2 separate regions of the Ovis aries genome follow, and region 1 is linked to region 2. A link is a contact called in public Hi-C data. All regions are on one chromosome and are shown on one strand. The core of a region is the stretch at or near the end of the contact, and the rest is flanking DNA. Distances in the headings are between cores, read along the strand shown. Region 1 overlaps NMNAT2 (nicotinamide nucleotide adenylyltransferase 2). Region 2 has its middle 16 kb from the start of SHCBP1L.

The links. A called contact is a pair of places that touch in the nucleus more often than the background predicts.
Region 1: a contact with region 2 is called in a Hi-C map of tail adipose tissue, with 5 times the contacts expected there. The contact joins two enhancer-like sites. A contact is called at or near these places in 11 of 16 Hi-C or Micro-C datasets (blood, hypothalamus, liver and 5 more).

The regions. Positions count from the first base shown.
Region 1 is chr12:63,753,952-63,756,651 of ARS-UI_Ramb_v3.0, forward strand. All of the region lies in intron 13 of NMNAT2 (nicotinamide nucleotide adenylyltransferase 2), which reads right to left. Among named protein-coding and RNA genes, the nearest start is that of LAMC2, 91 kb to the left of the region's middle. Within about 2 kb of position 1,315, at least 23 of the 54 cell types and tissues checked have an H3K27ac peak or open chromatin away from gene starts, as enhancers often do. A contact at or near this core is called in tail adipose tissue, where this site is marked.
Region 2 is chr12:63,446,002-63,448,701 of ARS-UI_Ramb_v3.0, forward strand. No RefSeq gene overlaps it. Among named protein-coding and RNA genes, the nearest start is that of SHCBP1L, 16 kb to the left of the region's middle. Within about 2 kb of position 1,295, at least 26 of the 54 cell types and tissues checked have an H3K27ac peak or open chromatin away from gene starts, as enhancers often do. A contact at or near this core is called in tail adipose tissue, where this site is marked.

The sequences.
Region 1 (2,700 bases), core at 65-2,564, 310 kb after region 2:
AGAAGAGTGTTTATTGTGTCTCCCCCATAGAAGGCAAAGCACGTGGTTGGAAACTTGATGCATTCTGTTTTCTTTGTTCTTTCAGCCCTAGAACAGTGTCTGGCACATGACAGGTACTCAATAAATATTTTAAAACCAATGAATAAATAACAGCCAACATTTATTGACTGCTTACTAAGTTCAAGAACTCTTTTAAACTTTCTGTATGTTTCATTTCATGTACTATAATGAACTAATAGAATAAAAACTGTAAGATATTTTTAGCAAGTGCTGCCAGGACAAATAAAGTACTTACATTCATACTGGGCACTCAGGATTAGCTGAAAGATTGATGGAAGGAAAGAACGCCTGAATCAGAATTAATTTGCCAGATTGCCTTCCATTATACTGTAATGGAAAAAGCAGCTGGCAGCATAAGATCACTAGACGATGGGCTTTGTTTGAGGGAGGGGAGGAGGATAAGCGTTTCCTGTCTCACAAATCTGTCATGACTTGACCTTTTAGGCTTTGGCCTTGCCTTCTCACAGATCCTGGTCCAGGCCTGGGTACCTGCTCCCCTGCTGGTGTCAGGATGTGTGTCTGCTGTGTGCTTAGTTGCTCAGCGACTCTTTGTGACTTTGTCGTCTGCAGCCCACCAGGCTCCTCTGTGCATGGGATTCTCCAGGCAAGAATACTGAAGTGGGTAGCCATTCCCTTCTCCAGGGGCTTTTCCTGACCAGGGATCGAACCTGGGTCTCCTGCCTTGCAGGTGGATTCTTTACCACCTGACCCACCAGGGAAGCCCAGCCTCAGGATGCAACACAGCAAAGATCAGGTCTCCTGGGGGGACTATTCTGATAAGATCAGGTCTCCTGGGGGAGACTATTCTGATTAAAAGCTTGGGAATGGGATGGGCTGGGGGGGACTGGGGTCCCCACCTCCAAAAGCGGGTCCAGGAAACTGGATCTTGCTTTCTCTGGGGAATCAAGAATGAAAATGCCAAGTGCCAGACCATGCAGAAGCAACTCTTCTGTGTTCCATGGAGAGAAATGTGATGAATATGTATGGCATTTTCTCTCCACGGAATGTAAGGGGAAGGGGTGTGTCACTGGTCAGAGAAGGTCAGAATTCACTATGGGCTAATGGATCTTTGTGTCTATTGGGAAATGCCCAAGGGATGTGCTTGGGTTGGGGTGCATGGTTGTGTAATTACATTTCTGGATGGAGAGGATAGGTTCAGGCATCCAAATCAAAAGAACGAGCAAGACTGACTCAATGGAGAGTCTGTGAGTGTGCCGAGAGAGGCCTTGGCAGCCCTGTTGTGGGAACAGACTGTTCCAGCTGCTTCGGACTGGGTGGGGACACTGCTGCCCTGTGGCCTCTGGTGAGTGCTCTTTACAGAGGGCAGAGAGGCTCCTATGTTCCCCCCAGACCTGTTTGAATAGTGGCTTCTCCCCTGTTTTGTTTCTGAGGATTCTGGAGATGGCATGGGAAGCTGGAATGCGGAGCAAGGACCTAGGACTTTTCCAAGAAAGCTGGCTCTCTTCCCCACCTTTCTGCCCCATCATTGGCAGATTCAGAGCCTCAGGCTCATGGTCACTGAGCACAGGTCTGCAGCCATCAAGTATCACTCAGGATACCGGGTAATGAAAAGAAATGTGTTCTGATAAAGGGTGGACTAAATGAATGAAACTGGGAGCAGAAGTGGCTCTCACATACCTCACTCCAAGTAATCTCATAGTTAGGAACAGAGATCCCTAAAACAAGCTGCTTCCAGGCAAACTCTGGAGGGTAGAACAGAGGCAGCAGGTAGATGGAGCATGTCCCCACCCCACCACCACCCACCAGGGAAAGCAACTGGAATTCACTCCCCGTGGACAGAAACTCTGAAACATCAGTAGCAGTACAATCAAGAGAGGAGGCTGAGCCCTGCCTGGAGAAGAGATAAGAGACTATACATTTCCCATTCTCGAAGTCAAGGAAACCCTCCCAACTAGAAATCTCCTTAAGAGGTCAAAAGTGGAGTGACGCCAACTACCCACAGGCCTCTTGGGTGAAATCCATCTCGGCTGAGAGATGTGCATAGACATGGAAGGCTCCTGAGATATACCAAATACATACCCAGAACCAGACAGATCGAAATGATTGGCCAAAGGAAACCTGGAAGAAACGTCTCATAAAAGTGAATCAAACTATCACGAGGGCGCAGCTCTCTGAGTCCGCCCATGTGTCTATCCACACGTACCGTGTTCTCCTCCTCCTAATAAATACTTCACTTGTTACACTCCTTGCTGTCTTTGTGGGAATTCTTTTCTGCAGAGTTGAAGAGCTAGGGTCTTGTCTCAGACCGCTGGTCTAGCGGCTAGGATTTGGTGCTCTCATCTCCGAGACCCAGCCTCAGTCTCTGGGCAGGAACCGAAACCCTGTTTCAAGCCACTGCAGGCTGAGGCCACCTGAGATCAGAGCTTTCTATTGGAATCACCAGGGCTCACCCTGGACCAGTCTTGAAAGAAAGACCTTTCCTTCCTAGACCGTGAGCTCCAACCTTCCCCCAGTAGGGACAGTGGGATAAACCACTGAGCTGCTAGCTAGTTTCATGCTCCCCGTGTCCACCTTTGTCCAATCCCCACCCTATTTTATCAGAGAACCAGAGCCTTTACGAAAGGAATTTGCAGGGCAGAAAGCAGAACGTTTTGAAGTCACTGGCTTTAAACACACTGA
Region 2 (2,700 bases), core at 45-2,544:
CTTTCTCACTGCAACAACTTGAACCGTGCAAGCCTGTCCCTTTACCTACTCACCAAACTCCTCATAATAACTCATTAATAACTGACTCAGCAGTTATTAATCCTTAGAGCTGACTTACAAGAAACTACTATTGCTAATGCTGAGATTGCATGATTTATGGATGTTTCTTATTTGAAAAATGGCAAAGGTGAATATTGTGCTGGGTATGCAGTCACCTCCTCCTTTGAAGCTATCGAGGCAGCCCTGCTGATGACTGCTACTTCAGCCCAGCACACAAAAGTCTATACTTTATCTAGAGCTTGCATGCTAGCAGAAGGTGAAACTGTAGATATCTACTCAGATAGTCACTATGTCTTTGGGGGTAGGTCATGAGTTTGGCATGCTTTGGAAAGTGAAGGGAGCAGGGGGAAACTAGATCAAGAATGGCAATTGGGAAGATTCAATTTCCATTTGTTCTAGCCATCGTTTAGGTGTTCAGGCATTCAAAATTAAATTCAGCTGACTTCTGAATTAGCTGACTTCTGAGTAAAGATCTGAAGGAAGTCAGAGGAAAACCTTCAACTCTGACAGCTGCAAGGGGGAGAAAAGTTTTCTGTTTCACCCGGTCATTCCCAGAGGACAATTCAGATATAAAGAACACAGGTAAATAAGGAGTAGCTATAGTTTTATAAAGTCCTTAATGATGCTAGCATATTATTTTCACATTTTTCTGTATGTTAAGCATTTATTTTTTATTTAATTAATTAATTTTTTAATCGAAGGATAATTGCTTTACAGATTTTTGCTGTTTTCTGTCAAACCTCAACATGAATCACCCATAGGTATACATATATCCCCTCCCTTTTATTTAAATAAGGTTTGTATTGGTCAGGAAACACTGAGTGAGTGTATCTGAAGGTCTAGGAATTGTAGAAGTTTTGTAGGGTGGATATATGGTTTTCATTGTTTTGAAAGTGTACTCAATAGGATGCTGTGAAAAATAGTTATATTTGTTTTTCCTTTTGGTTTTCTCAATTGAAAAAAATAGATATTAATAAACACTCCAGTCAGCAATTTAATTTTTCTCTCTTAAAACACCAAATTTCCCCTCTTCCTTAACTCTTTTTGTTAACTTTGTAAACAAATATTCTGAATGTTGGGAGGATACAGGAACATTCTGACAAGCATGTAGCTCCTCAATTTGGCCAGAAGAGGGCACTAGAGAGCTTCTGCATGGTTTAATCCCACAGGGCTGGGTGGAGCCTGAAGCATTCCTTTAGCCCCGCCAGCTCCAGCCCTGACTCAGAAGGAGGCTGCACACCAGTTTGCTAAAGGACAAGCTCAGACACATTTCTTTAAAGTCTAACATTTCTTTCGCCTCAAATGTGATGTCTGTTAAATCTTTAAACTCTGGCAATGAGCGCTTACTCCCGGATATTTGTTTGGTGTTCTGCTGTTGCTTTTAGCTCTTTTTGAGGTAAATACGGGATTTTAATTTCACTTTACGTAAACCACCCAAAAGAAAAGAAGCAGCAGACATGTTTCAGGGCACATGCATTCCACTAAAGAGAGGCAGCGCGGGCTGTGGACAAAGCAGAACCCGAAGCCGCGGACTCTAGCTCCTCTGGTGAAGAGCTAGTGGCCCAAACGCGCCTGGACGCCCACCAGAAGCCTTACACTTCAGTCTTGACAATAAAGGACACTAAGAATGACAAGAGCTAATCAGCACAGATCTCTCATAGGAGAGCAAATATATGTAAAATGGATAGTGACCAACGTAAGAAAGGCACTCTTAACCACTGTGGATGAAAGTAGGAATCCTTAAAGACTTTCAGGAAGGCAGTTTGGCAAAACTTGTCAAACTCTTAAATGTGCTTAACTTTAACCCAGTAATTCCATCTTTAGAAATCAACTCCCTTGTGTAGGTGCACAAAGATGTTATACATAATGATTATAATGATGACGATAATAGCATTTAACACTTAACGGTGTGCCATATAGAGTTGAAGAACTCTATGCTGATCGGGTTTTTCCTAAAATCCATATTCTCCACTTTACTGTTGAGGAAACTGAGGCACAGAAAGGTTAAGTAACCGCTATAACGTGAAGGAGCCAGGATTCAAATGCACACGGTCTTAAAAGTCCAAAGTTCATGCTCCTAATTGCTACAGCCTGCAGTACCTTATTTACTATTGCACTGTTTATAATAGCATAAAACTGGAAACAACCTACATCTGTTGCTGGTGGTGTAAATAACTGATGGTAACACCCAATTTACCAAAAAAAAGCCAATTTGGATATGCTGACTCAGAAAGGGCCCCCAAAATATATTGTAGAGAAATGAGGAAAAGGATAAGAAGCAGTTCTATAGAATAATACAGATAATATCCCATTTATGGATTTTTAAATTACAAATTTATATTTGGACATATATAAAAACATTAGAAGGACCTAAAGACATCAAACTATACTCACTGTCACCTTTGGGGAGAAGAATGGTACTGGGGATGGGAGTGGTTGTAAGATGGAAACTTTATCTTCTACCCCATGTAATTCTGTATTACTTAAATGTTTTAACATAAAATGTATTTATGTACTACAGCAACACCCTTGCAAAGAAAGAAAATGGTATAGAGTAAAAATAGAAATGAATATTAGCAAGCAGTCCAATCAACCTCTTCACATCACAAATGAGGAAACCGAAGTATTAGGAAGTTAAAA